Regions from separate parts of the Mus musculus genome. Here region 2 is linked to region 1. A link is a contact called in public HiChIP or PLAC-seq data. All regions are on one chromosome and are shown on one strand. Each heading gives the region's core, a stretch centred on a gene start, on an enhancer-like site or on the middle of the called end of the contact. The rest is flanking DNA. Distances are from core to core; before and after follow the strand shown.

Region 1 (7,335 bases), core at 1,566-4,065:
AGGGTTTCTAGAGGACCAGGCCAGGGAGGGATGGGAGCAGCTAGGGAATCCTCAATTCCCTCACCACTGGGCATGGCAATTTTGGAGGTCGTTGGCTGGCGTCTAGAGGAGGAGAGGGAAATCCCAGAAGTCACTGCCAGGCCCACAGAAACTGATGGGTGCAGGCAGAGAAGCTGGAAGGACATCGAGGGAGAAGAACTTTGGGTGCAAAAGCTCAAGACTGGGAATTGCCCCCAAGCACTGAAAGGAAGCGAGAGCCTCTCCAGTCAGGATAGGAAGCGGGCAGGGCAGCACACCCGAGACTGGTGTGGATGACATGGGTCTATGTTACATCACAGGAAGGGTAGATGCTGTGGCCTTGTACAGACTGAGGCAAAGAGAAGTGTCACTGAACCTGAGAGGACTCTGGGCTCAACTCGGGGAGTCAGGACCAGCAGGCATGAGCCGCTGCAGGCTGCAGTAACCTGCTCTGTTTTGCATACCATGAAGGCTTCCACACCCATGTGACAAACTCCTACACAACCTTTAAGCCAGGGCCTGAATACCCCTACTGGAGTCATGTGACTCCAGACTAAGGGATGCTATTGTACTTGGTTTATTTTTCACACCACCCTGTCCCAGGGCTGGCAGAATTCAGATATCTAGATTTATATCTACACATGTTTAACGTGTTCAATATTATTAGAAAAATCAATGTTCTCAGCTGAGTCCTCTGTGTCGCCATCACTGTAGAGACACCTCACAGAAGACACTCTAACCTAGAGGAAGAACGGCCTTAAAGCAAGAGCAGCAGACAAGCAAATGAAAACTAGGTTTGAAAACAATATAGTCATGGTCGGTGCTATTTCCAATAAAACAAGCAACAAGAGGAAGCAGATAAAACACACAGAGAGAGGAAACTTGCCTTCCCCCCCCCAGCCCCAGTGTGGTGTGTGTGTGTGTGTGTGTGTGTGTGTGTGTGTGTGTGTGTGTATGTGTGTGCCCGAGTTAGGCTCTCATCTAAGCTTTCCTAACATATGCATAGAGACTGCAGGCACATAAGATAACAGTCCTATAAGCTGTATTGGGGTGCCAGGCTGCAGTTACAGGGTCCCATCAGCCCTTGCAGGAATCTATTCTCTAAATATAGCACTCCAGGCTTCTGAGAGCAAAGGCAGAGAAGCTCTTCCAGGCAGTGGAATTTTCCACTTTGCCCCACAGCCACTGATGCGTCATCGGTTGTACCTAGGATCTAGAACTTCCCTCTATCTCCCTCGGCCATCAGAAGGTGCCACATTTTCAAAGTGGCTTAACCAGAGGTGACCTGTGGACATTTCTTTCTTGTTTACTTTTCTTCCAGTATTAGGACTCGAACCCATGGCTTCATGCTGCCAGGTAACTATACCCTCAGACCTTATGATTTCCTTGTGGTTTTCTTGCATAAACTTTACTTTGACTGCGACCATTTACAGATCTTGTCTTCAAGCTTTCGCCTTCAGTGGAAACACACCGTGAACGCGTAACAACCATGAGCCCGTGATGGTGAGGAGGATTTTTTAGAAGGACTCGGCTTTGTGGTGTTTTGTGGTGGTTCTGGGAACTCAGGCTTGAATGTCACCTCTGTTACTTGGGGTCGTAGCACTGTACATGGGACTCGCTGACTGGGCGAGGGTTACGGCCCCTTTAAAGCCAGGATCCTTGTTTAGGAAAGGGAAAGAAGATTTGCTTCCTCACCTTAGAGGATTCACTCAAAACCCAGCAAGGCTGGCTATGTGGAGCTGTGTGAGCTTCTGAAATTCGATGCACATGACCCCTCTTTAGACGCTGTGGCAGGTTTGTGATCCAGGACCATACTCAAGAAAGGATAGATCATGAGTCTGCTTGTTTGAGCTTGGATAGGTACACATAGACACACGTAGACACAGATATATATATATACACAAAAGGATACACATATACACAGACATATACACTCATATAGACACACACAGAGACACATACAGATAGACATACACACACATTCATATATAGACAAACACACAGAGACCCATACATAGGCATTCACACACACAGACTCACAGACATACACACGCACACACGTACATACACAGTCACACAGATTTCATAAATACACATACACTCATATATAGACATACACATGCACAGACACACATACATACATAGTCACATACAGACATACACAGATACACAGACACATACAAAGACACACACAGAGACACACAAATACGCACACATACATACCCACATGTGATCCACTGTTAATATTATTAGAATCTGAGCTTAGGACTGAGCTAGTGAAAACTATCTGGAGACTATGGATAGGAGATGAAGCATGAGAAGAGAGGGGTCATACTATCAGCAATGATAATTATCTAAAGAACTTCATTGGCTTCTGAAGTTATATTAATTTCTTCTGGCATTATTAAATTACTTTAAGGTTCCAGGAATTTTCAAAGCTTTTGTTTTAGGTCAGCAACAATAGAAAATATGAAATAAAAATGGAAATGAAAGATGAAAGGCAGCACCTGTTTAATATGGGTATTTTAGAATTGTAGATAGGTGTGTTCTGAACTAACAGTACATATACATGTGTGCATAAACATCACATAGAGACTAACTGGAGATGAACATATTTGATTGTGAACTCCTACACCTCCAATACCAGTGGCTCCCATAAAATGCAAGTTAGATGTCTAAAGTTAGTGAAATTTCAGGTTGTTTGAACTGGGCTCGCATATCTATGTTCAGACAGTAAGGATGATTCCTCTGCTCTGCAGGGGCTGAGTTTTGACTGGAAACCATGGGTATCTCCTGGAGAAAATAGAGCAATGCTGCCCCCTGCTGGAGAAAGGCTAACAGTGCCTTAACATTCTGATGGATGTTTGGCTATGGAAAACAAACTAGCAAGACAGAAACCGTGAATCTCCCTTCATTAAAATCATCATCATTGTAATAAATATTTGCATTTGGGCATGCATTATCTATTAAATGGCAGGTACACCGCAAGACCCAAAATTCAGCACCAGTTAAGGGGAACTGGTCCCGAGTCAAATCTCAATGGTGGACTTCATTTCAAAGTCCTAACTCTCGGACATTTCTGGTAAGAATTCAGACAGTTTAAGCAAGTTCCTACTGACTTGGATGATATGTGCTCTTTATCTGCTGATCAGGCATGTCAGTGTGGCAGTGTTTCCAGTTAAGGGTCTCCCTTGAGAAACACAAAATTCCCCGGAAGAGAATGCTTCCCCTTCTCCTAAGACAGAAATAGAGAAGTGTAATGTCTTCACGGCAGAAGGGCCATAGTCACAGATCAGCTGTAACTGATGAGCTAAGATGACACTCCTCCTTTCCTCTTCTCTTAGTCTTGCCCATTTGCTCGTCCCACCTCTCTCTCTCTCTCTCTCTCTCTCTCTCTCTCTCTCTCTCTCTCTCTCACACACACACACACACACACACACACCTCATCTTCTGCCTTCCTTCACGCTTCCCTCCTTTTCTGGCTATAGAGATTACAGCGAAATCTAAAGTCATGTTTTTTCACAGCTATGCCTGATGATAGCTCATCACTGAATGCTCAATATATCTTAAGGACTATGGATTCTGCCCCTTTAAGATAGGTAACATTTATGCACATTATACAGACGGGGAAGGCTGAGGCTTCAGGTGGGTACCTTGCCATGGCCATACTGCTAATAAGTGACCATGCCTTCTGACAACCTTTAGTTAACCACCACGATAAACACAGATGGCATGGAGAATGAAGACTAGAAATGACCAGCAGGGAGATCTTTGCCTTGATCACCCTGGTAGCAGCAGCCCCAAGGAAGATAGAATTCTGGACAGTGAGCCCTCTCTAGGCTGCAGATACAGATGGATGATCTCCATCACCACACAAAAGGCACTGTGGACTACCCAGGACTACGAGAGGACTGTGGGAACTGGGGGCTGAACAAGGAGCTCAAAAGCACACCGCATGAGACCTTAGATCTCAGCGAGACAAACCCTGAAGGTCACACAGTAAGAATGTCACTGTTCAGGCTACACATCTGACCCAGGGCAGAGAATATGCCAGGAGAGCTTCCTGGCTCAGGTTAGCACTCTTTCATAAGAATGACTTTTAAAAAATAATTATTATTCATTTATTTTATAAGTACACACCAGAAGAGGGCATCGGATCCCATCACAGATGGTTGTACACCACCGTGTAGTTGCTGGGACTTGAACTCTGAACCTCTGGAAGAGCACTCAGTGCTCTTAACTACTGAGCCATCTCTCCAGACTTCAAGAATGACTTTGGTTATATAGAAACCAAGCATTCATTCAGTATTTGTTTTAATTCTGTTGGATTTTTTTTTCTTTAATTTCTAGATTGGTAAAAACTAGACTTTAAATGGTGTGGTACACCATTTAAAAATTTTCTTTTATGCATCTGTTACTTCTAGCAAATGCTCTCATTTGAATACTGCAATGCAAATTAACTCACAAACACTGTAATACTGATCAAAGACCTTGAGGGGTGGGGTGGGGGTCTAGCGGTCACTTATAGACAATGAACAAGCAAAAAATCTAGCTGGCACAACATTTGACGTGTCCTTTGTCATCCTTACCTGTAAAACGTGCGAACATATTTTCTAAAACAGCCCCTTGTAAATGGACTTAGTTTGCGAGGTTAGTACTTGAGTAGATGGTTTGGAATTTATTTTGATGGCTGCCAACTGTGTTCCCCAAGCCTCCCCTGAATGCCTACTGAGTTTCCCATCATGCCCCAGGGCTTATAATTACAATGGAAACAAGAAGATGAATACTGAAGTAATTCTAGTAATGGAAAGCATTTCAAACACAAGGTAAAAGGAGAGGACACGTGAGTTCTCAAGCTTTTGAAGAAGGAAAGTTATGGGTTTCACCAGGCCACACAGTTCCGTCCACCAGCTAGGTGGCGCTATTGAACAATACTAACTTGGTTACTATTGAACAAGACTAACTCAGTTACTGGTCCCGCCAGAACTGCTTCTATTACATATAGTCAGGTGCTCTTTGTTTTTAAATTAACTTGCTTATTTATTTTAGCTGTTACCATCAATCCCTGCAACTTAGCATGCAAAATGAGGCCTGAGAAATTTCTGTCAGCTCACAGTATGCTAGGTTTGCTTGCTTGCTTGCTTTGGTGGCACTGGCGATCACACTCAGCACTGTGAGCATCGTAGGCAAATGCTCTCCCACTGAACCAACATTTCAGGGCTTGGGAGCTGAGGAAAGGAGACACAGACACATTAAAATTCATGGCTCAGAAATACCGCGGTCTTTCTCTTCCCTTCATCGTAAGGGGCTTCGTACAGAGGGACTATAGACTTCTCTAGGTTGGCTTCTGTTTTTCTTTCAAAGGGGGCAGGGGTAAAAAGTAAAGATCATGGGGATTTAGCAGAAAGAAGAAGGGGTGTGTGATGATCTCATTGTAAACCTGATTGAATTGGGTCATCATGAAAATATACGTTTGGGTGTTTTCTGAAGGTGCTTCCTGGAAGGTTCAATGGAGGAGAGAAAACCATCTCCTGGTGGCCGCTACCATCCTGTGGGGTGGTGTCCCAGACTGAGTAAAGAGAGGAGGGCTGACCACTGGCTCTTTCTCTTCTTGCTTGCAGACAGCTGAGGCAACGCGAATAGTGTGACTGTAGGATCTGGGGATCATAGCCAGGCTGTAGGCCTGCTAGGAAAGAGCTCGACCAGCGAATTGCGCTATCAGCCCTAGAATTCTTGCATACGGGGAAGCTTCAGGATTCTAGTGTGCCGTCCACGAGAACAAGGCATTCTGGTGTGGACAGGTAGAAGAGCGCTACACGCCCTTTCACCTGTCTGACCTTTAACCCACCAATGCATCATGGTGACAGAGCAATATTGCACGTTGTGTCTGCAGAAGTCTAAATAGAACAAGAGGTTGGTCAGGAGTTTCTGCTTAACCCACATCCTCTACCTTGGGGGACGCGGAGACTATTAGGACAGAGGAACCGTTTGCTCCCTTGGCCTTCGGCGTCATTGTAAGGGAATAGCAGAAGACAATGCCAAGCCACCACAGTACACAGAAGTTGCTGAACTCTCCGTCCGAAGTTCATTTGGTCATGCATGCACACACTTCACATCAGCAGAGAGCTAATCTGGGGTCATAAATTGTATTGCCACAATCTCTACTCAGTAACTGAGTTTAGAACAGACAGCAGGGGTCTTGGGAACCCCTTCTGTGCCAGGAATTATTCTTTTTTTTTTTTTTTATCACTTTGCTCTTGGAAAAGAGCTAGGGCACCCCAGATGCATCCTGAAAACAGATTCGATGTACCACACCACGTAACCCCATGGAGCAGCTGCACCAGGCTTCTGGAAGCTTTTCATCCTACTACACAGGAATACCAGATGTCCCTGACTCCTCCTGAGGACTTTACCACATCGTTACTGCCAAAATCAAAAGGGAAAGAGTTTTAATTTACTGGTGGGAAGACGGTAGCTGTAGGTCAAAGAGCTAAGGGTGACCCAATCTTCACAGGTCTCCTCTACTTTAGTGAGTGTGCTTACAGATCGTGGGGTCAAGGCCCACCGTTTCAGAGATGCCATCCATTTAGCTGAAGAAAATAGAAAGTTAATTCAAGCAGCAGCTAGGTGCATGCCCCTTTGGATACACTTGTCATTGGAGGCTTATATGTGTTTAAAAACAGATGTTTTGTTTTTTTGTTTTTCGAGACAGTGTTGTAGTCTTGGCTGTCCTGGAACTCACTCTGTAGACCAGGCTCACCTCGAACTCAGAAAACCGCCTGCCTCTGCCTCCCAAGTGCTGGGATTAAAGGTGTGCGCTACTACTGTCCAGCTTAAAAACAGATGTAAATGGCTTCATATCTTGCCATTTAACAGATGTCTGGATAAATATGTGTCACCAAGATTCAGTCAGCTCTTTATCCCCACCTCCTCTCTTTCTCCTGTCTTTCCTTCACTTACAAAGAGAGGGTGGGGGAGGAAGAGGGAGGAGAGGAAGAGAGAGAGCCAAGACAGACAGACAGAGGACGGGTCCACATAAGAATGCCTGAAGTCTTCCTTTACGACTCTAATGTAGGGTAAACCCTCTCTAGGGCTGCACAAAGAGAGGGAGGCTCACAGTGTCTCACAGAGCAGTCATCAGACACAGCACCATGCTGACACCCTTCCCATTCAATAGACTCGGTAAACTCCTGCATGTGTCTGTTATCAGAAGGACAGAGGGAGCTCTACTTCCAAAGCCCAGCTATTGAAGACTCATTATACGTCTAGCTCTTCAAACCGATTTTCTGATAGGAAGGCTCTCAGCAGGGCTCACCT
Region 2 (7,335 bases), core at 1,520-4,019, 130 kb after region 1:
AACCCCCGCTCCACCCGTCCCAAGGTCTTTGGTGTATCTTATTTCAGATTCGTGGGACACTGAGTCTGCTGAACTACAGTCCAGAGATGTGATCAAGGACCTTGTGAAGAGTTGCTTACCTTAAGCTCATTCTCTCTCGTTTTATAGACAATTTCTCAAAGCCACTGTCCCTTATGACGGGAATCATAATCAGTTTAGTTAGCCTTCAACCTCTCAAGATCATTCTAGTTCATAGACAGTCTCCAACTGAATGATGGCTCTTTTCTCAATCTTGTTCACACTTCCACACACTACCTTTCAGATGTAGCTAGATCATAGCTTGCTCAGCTCACAGTTAAGTGTGTGCTCTGTTTGAGAAGATGCTTAGTGCACTTTGGGCAGCAGGTACTGAGTGGAAGGCCCCAAGTGACACCCATCAGTGAGTGTGAGCATAGCATATGGCCCTGGAGTTCATACGGAAAAAAGTTAGGCACTGCTTGCGAACTCTAAGCAATTTTGTTTTTAAAAGATTCGTTTATTTTTATTGGACGTATATGGCTGTTTTGCCTGCATATATGTATGTACCATATGCATGTGTGCTCTCATATACTAGAACAGGGTGCCAGACCCTGGAACTAGAATTAAAGATACTTATGATTGATGGCCTAGGTGAGTGCTGGGAACTGGACCCGAGTCATCTGGAAGAGTGGTCAGTACTTTGGGGGACTGAGTCATCTCTCTAGCCCCTCTGGAAAACTTTGCTTCTAAGTGATCACAAAATGTTAAGCTATGTCAAACACTGACATAAAAATACGTCACTCTTGTTGGACAGTGGTGGCCCACGCTTTTAATCCCAGCACTTGGGAGGCAGAGACAGATGGATCTCTGTGAGTTTGAGGCCAGCCTGGTCTACAGAACAAGTTCTAGGATAGACAGGGCTACACAAAGAAACCCCGCCTCATTAATTAATTAATTAATTAATTAATTAAAAATAAATAAATAAAATGTTTTTCATCAACCCCTCCATCCTCAACAATTTTTGCCACATTTGTTCACTAAAGTAAAACTCGACATCATTCTGAATGAAAGATAACAGGCTAGGAGAAGCATTCTTTCTCACATAATAGTATACTCATTTAACATCATGTTAACAAAACACAGAATATTCACACTAAAAACTAAACTTAAACATAACGATGAGACATGTGTTAATATTCATTAAGACTTCAAACAAACCAACAATGGTGTCTATAGCTACGATTCACTCATGTGACAATATTTACCCAATGCTATCACATGCCAGGTATGTGACCTACAGGTGGATTACATAAGGCTAGTACAATAGCTACCCCCAGCCATGGACTATATATCATTCCAAATAACACTAGAAAATTAGAGTCAGAACTAGGAAGATGTAAAATAAATGCTGTTTGGCAATTTTGTCACTCCTCATTAAGAATAGGAACTTGGGGACTAGAGAGCCGGGCTCAGTGGCTAAGAGCATTTTCTGCTCTTTCAAAAGACCTGGGTTTGCTTCCAGAAGTTTAAAAGTATCTATAACTCTAGTTCCAATGAACTGGATACCTGCTTCTGAACTTCGAGAGCAGATATGCTCACATGCAGGTGTGCTCACACACCTATGCACACACACATAGAAACACACCTATTACAAGTAAAGTATTTCTTAATGTTTTTATTTTTTGAAATTAAACTACAATCACATCATTTTCCCTTGCTCTTTCTTCCTTCAGTCCTCCCATGCCCCATCCCAAGAATAAGTTTAAATGGCTGAATACTGAAAAGTTCCATAATCTGGACTGGAGAGTGGTTAAGAGCAGTAGCTGCTGCTCCAGCAGCAAGGAGGCTTGCGATTGTTAACTCCAGCACCAGGCTATCTGGCTCTCTCTTCTGGTGTCTGCAAGCATCGCACACATGTGGTACAGAGACATATGTGCAGGCAAAACACCCTTACACACAAAATAATAAAATAATTTTCAAAAATTGACTTCAATAATATGACCATAGGTCACAAAATTTAATAGTTTTTTTTTTTTAGATTTATTTATTTATTTATTTATTTATTTATTTATTTATTATATGTAAGTACACTGTAGCTGTCTTCAGACGCACCAGAAGAGGGCATCAGATCTCATTATGGGTGGTTGTGAGCCACCATGTGGTTGCTGGGATTTGAACTTCGGACCTTCGGAAGAGCAGTCGGGTGCTCTTACCCACTGAGCCATCTCACCAGCCCCTAATAGTTTTTTAAATATCATAATAATCAGCCTAAAATACAGTGGAATAAAAAAGATTCCATTAAGGGTAGCAGCCAAAAATAAAATATCCAAGACTAACCTTTTAAAATAAATTTACCAAATGTCCCTGTGTGGAACTCAAGAACTCTGTGATCAACAAAGTTTAGGGACTAACCTGACAAGCTCTTAAAAAATTAGAAATAGAGTGAGTGGGTGGTGACTAACTACATTAAGAAGCTTTTCAGGACACTACAGTGAAAAGACAAAAGTAATCAAACAAAAGAGAAGAGGAGGAGGGGTGGGGAGGGGTGGGGAGGGGAGGGGAGGGGAGGGGAGAGGAGAGGAGAGGAGAGGAGGGAAAGACATGTGGCCAATTCTTCCCGGAAAATCAGTCTGCAAGTAAGAAGCAGCCAGAAAAACAGAACTTGAGGAGAAGAAAGCACATGGTAATAAAAGCACGCGGTAATAATAAGTAAGCTCATCTCCCAGGACACCCATCTCTAGGATATGAAACTCACTGAGTATCTGGATGAGGACCTGAAAATGACACACCCTGGGCGTGAAACCGTGAACTTTCCGAACACTAAGACTAACAGCTTCCATAGAGACAGATTAGATTTTCAGATAAAGCACCTCGAAATATTCTTAACAGAAATGCTGAAATCTACAGTAAAATAGACAGAGACTTTCACAGTTTGTAGGGGAACTGGCCCTGTGGTAGGGACAGGAACTGCTCAGGGGCACTTGCTGGCAAGCTTGACTTCCCAGCCACGCCCACGGCCACAAAGCCACTCCTGCCCCTACACAGCCCTCTAGAATTGCACTAGACCCTTTTTCTTGTCTGGCCAAGGAACTGCTCAGAAAAGCGACTGTATCACTTTTGGGATGAAAGAACAAAAAACTGCCATAATGACCTCCTGTTGAATGGTGTCGCAAGATGGAAACAGCCGGGACCCCTAAACTAGCTCCTGAAGAGACTCCAGTGGGCTCAAATGGGGTCTTCCAAGAAACAAAGTTTCGTATGTGAAGTTTCTGAGACGCTGGAGTTGATGATTGTTTTAATCACACTATCCTGTTCTGATTAGCAAAGATTCCCAACATAGAATTCTATCCTGTCAAGTGTCGATTGAGGGTAATGAAGATATTTTCAAGAAACAACATTTCAGAAAATGTTGTCACACTAATCTTTTCCCTGAAGGCTGAGAAAAGGAAAGAAATACACCCAGAAGGGAGGAAAGTGGCCCTCAAGAGATATGATTCTATACACTTCCTGACTCCATGGACAGATTATATAATCCTACTGACAGAAGGGACCTAACAGTTTGGATTAAATGAGAGATTGGTGGGTGAGAAGGGTGTCTAGGTTATCCTGGTGGGACTGTTAAACTCACAAAGGTTCTGGGAAATGCAAGAGGAGAAACAGTCAGATACAGAGATCTGAAGATCCTACACTACTGGCTTTGAAGACTGTGAAAGGAACTATAGCCCAGGGAACACTGGTGGCTTCTAAAAGCTAAAACAGTCAACCAAGTGGATAACTCCCTCAAGCTTCTAGAAGGAGTGTAGTCCTAGCAGCATCATGACTTGGGGTTTTTTGAGACACATTTCAGAGTTATGACATCTAAGGCTGTAAAACAATAAGTTGTGTTAAGTCACTGAGATTACGCTGATTAGAGTCAGCTGTAGAAGCTAGCACAACGTGATTTCAGAAGATAGAGATGGAGATGACATCTATCCCCTTCCTTACAAGGCCCCAGTGGTGAACCAAGGCATGATATGATTCCACGAAAGGGTCCCCTAGAAACCAATGAGTCTACCGGAGTTATTTACATAGCACAGGGGAAGGGCTACAGGCAGGAGTGCAGGCAGGCAGTCTTCAGGTAGCTGTACTGGAAAGTCTTCACCTCGCATGGATGATGACATACCATTCTTCTCACTTCACCTCCCCCTGCCTATGTACACTAAGATGTTCCCAAACCCCGAGGCTATGTATAATTAGAGCATAGTACAAGTGATTGGTAGACTCTCAAGTGAGGGACCAATGACCCTTTCTATTCCCCCCACCCCAACTTCTATGAGGAAATGTAATAATCCATAGACCCTATTATGATGGACCCCTGCAAGGAAGCACAGCCAATCAGATGAAGACACGTTTGTGTTGCTCAGAGCTCTCCATTCCCCAACATAGGCTTTTCAGGAAAAGGGAGAAAGTGTAGGAGAGAGTAAGGGAGGTCTCAGGATGCACCCAAGGACGGGGTTGGAGCACAAGAAAGGTCTCATGAAAGACTTCATCAACTGGACACAGATACATCACCTAATCAGTGTGTGCAAAGTCCTGCAAAAACAAACAAACAAACAAACAAACAAACAAAACAAAAACAAAAACCTATAACTGGAGGCGGGGAAGAGTTTAAGGATCATTTAGGAATGGTAAAAAAAAAAAAAGTGGATAAATAAAACAAAAGGCAAGTTGATGATAAGGACAAAGGAGAAATGAAACCAAGAAGGGGGCTAGGTGGCTGTAGTTGGAGCTACTAAGATGATTAAAGTCCTGAGGCTACTGTCATGTTGCCGAAGAATGGTGGTATGAGTTTTCTTCAACTAAATGAAGCAACTTCTTGGTTAAACATGCTTCCCAACAAATGTAGGATTTCCACATGTATGTGTTCTACCGTCCGAGGACCCCAACCCTCTAGCCAACTAAAGCTGCCGCTGTGGCTGGTGCTGATGGTTTTGTTCAGATTTGGAGACTGCTGGGACATCCTCAAGATGAGATGAGGTGAGAAGGCAGGTGCGAGCAGAGTGAACACCTACAGTTGTCTTCTGACGTCCACACATGCACTACCATGGTATATGTGGGTGAGCGCATAAATAACATTTAAGATTTCGAGAATGCTGGACCTCTTTCTAGTGGTAACTGGTCTTTTGGGAATGAGGTGCGAAAGATGCTAAAACAAGACTTACATAAAACAAGTATTTTTAAGGTTGTGCTGCCCAGAATTTTTTAGAAATGATGAAGGCACGATTAGTTAAGCATTGAATTACTAAGGGAGAAGTGGGTCCATAATGTTCTTCTTGGGAACACATTACATGCTCATAAAATGGACAAATTTAGAAAAGGCTTTGCATGTGACTTGGACACACACTTCCACCGAAAGCAGACCTCTGGGGAGGCATCTTGGCTGGCCCAAACACTTCCACATTAATGGCAACCGGGATGGGTGTAAAGGGCAGGGGATGTGGGTGGCTTTGGGAGGGGACAGTCACTGTTATGAAAGGTTGACCTGTTCCCCTTGTGAAGAGTATTTTGCCTCCTGACCCATCTCACTGAAAACTCCAAACAGAGAGTTCATTACAGCACACACCGGCCTTGGAGGCTGTTGGAATTATTTAAAACTGAAATGTTCAAGTCATGGCTTTTCTTATCATTGGAAATGATCAAAACAGGGAGGACGCAGAGGAGACTCCTTCAAGGTCATGCTCATTAAAGCGAGGCTGATTTCAACTCTTCGCCTTATTCTGCCTTGTTAAGTTCTTTCTCTATACCTAATATATTTACCACGAATCATTAAACACAAACCTATTATTCTGTGCAATTGATTCGTCTATAAAACAAAAAGCAAGTTCACTTCTGTAGCTTTTCTTTAAAAATTACTTCAGGTAAAGTCACATTTGAACACAGATAGATGCTTAAGAAACAAAATCTGGAGAGGGATTGTGGAAGACCCTGCTTAGTGTCCTGAACCAGCTTAAATGAATAACTAAGAGTCCCAAATGTTCTTATGGACTATGCAGCCTGCTGCCTCTCTGTCAATTGCTTTTAAATATCCAAAGAAAATGTGCTGAAAGGAAGGTTGGAAGCAAACTGAATTGTCAGGGTCTGTAAGGAGTTTTGAAAGAGAAACCCTCATATTACCATACTCGTTGCTGAGTACATGTGCTTGGCACATGCTATGTGCTTTCCAGTTATTTCATGGAACCTTACATCCTTGAGGCAGTTACTACCACGTTATGGACCATGGCTCCAAACCTTCCTAATGCTGCAACCCCTCTCAATACAGTTCCTCATATTGTGGTGACCCCTCCCAGCCATAAAATTATCTTCTTTGCTGCTTCATAACTGTAATTTTGCTACTGTAATGTAAATCATCTGTGTTTTCTTATGGTCTTAGGCAACTCCTGTGGAAGTACTATTCTATCTTCCAAAGCGGTCACGATCCACAGGCTTAGAACTACTGTCCTAGAAACAGGAAACTGAAACTCAATGAAAGTATCTAGTCTAGCTAGGAAAACCAGAGGAGCAGTCACATCATTAGGACTTGAACTAAGGGTCTGATCCCATTCCCACACTGCCCAGCTTCTGGTATTCCTCAGTATCGAGGCAAAAACAAACAAGTCACAAAGTAGACTCTGACAAGATAGGCTGGTACCATGCGTTAAATGTAAATGATGCTATCCTGTGCATATTTGTTAGTCTTGCTATTATTTTATATTTAGAATGCTTTGTAATGTTAAAATACCCTAAAGAATTTTCATTCGTTTTGGCCTTTAAGTGAGAGGGTCTTATAAACTAGAGAACTCCGGTTGTGAAAGACAGCCAGCTGTCGAGGACCTTGAGCGCAGAGGCACTGTTGTAAGGCACAGGAAAGCAGGAGCCTGCTACCTATCAAGAGCTACACCATGGCTGGCTCCACAAAATCCGACTTCACCAGGGATTGATTTCCTTCTAGGACTTCATAGACAGGAAAAACCAAGGTGAATGGCTGTGCCGCCAGGTTTGGAGGCTTGGGGGATAGAAATAAAAAATGCATGATTTTCTTGAATCTCTAGTCCTCGTCTTCCTAGGGTACGGTGATTCTCACCAAAGGAGGGAGCGTGTCCATGCATGAGTTCCCAGAATCCTGCCTCCAGGAGAAAGACCCTTTCTAGACTCAGAAACCTTCTCCAAACTGACTGAAGCTTGGCCCAACAGTACTGAAAGTAATTGTACGTTCAAACCCTTCAGGGGACCTACCTATTACAATTATAAAATATTTTGGTTTTCCTTTATAGACTCTAAGAAAACAATAAAATTCAATTATCCTTACTCTAGAATTATTTT

What was found. HiChIP or PLAC-seq counts read pairs in DNA pulled down with a chosen protein or histone mark.
Region 2: an H3K4me3 HiChIP or PLAC-seq map of bone marrow-derived macrophages shows a contact between it and region 1, with 4 times the contacts expected there. The contact joins two enhancer-like sites. A contact is called at or near these places in 9 of 484 Hi-C or Micro-C datasets (bone marrow-derived macrophages, embryonic fibroblasts, embryonic stem cells and 4 more), 1 of 115 datasets of contacts at active chromatin or transcription factors (bone marrow-derived macrophages) and 1 of 9 other capture datasets (bone marrow-derived macrophages).

What each region holds. Positions count from the first base shown.
Region 1 is chr10:8,237,621-8,244,955 of GRCm38.p6, forward strand. The region is part of intron 7 of Ust (uronyl-2-sulfotransferase); the gene reads right to left. All of the region lies in intron 2 of 4930573G07Rik (a long non-coding RNA gene), which reads left to right. Among named protein-coding and RNA genes, the nearest start is that of 4930573G07Rik, 32 kb to the left of the region's middle. Within about 2 kb of position 2,816, at least 13 of the 459 cell types and tissues checked have an H3K27ac peak or open chromatin away from gene starts, as enhancers often do. A contact at or near this core is called in bone marrow-derived macrophages, where this site is marked.
Region 2 is chr10:8,367,347-8,374,681 of GRCm38.p6, forward strand. All of the region lies in intron 2 of Ust (uronyl-2-sulfotransferase), which reads right to left. Among named protein-coding and RNA genes, the nearest start is that of Ust, 150 kb to the right of the region's middle. Within about 2 kb of position 2,770, at least 26 of the 459 cell types and tissues checked have an H3K27ac peak or open chromatin away from gene starts, as enhancers often do. A contact at or near this core is called in bone marrow-derived macrophages, where this site is marked.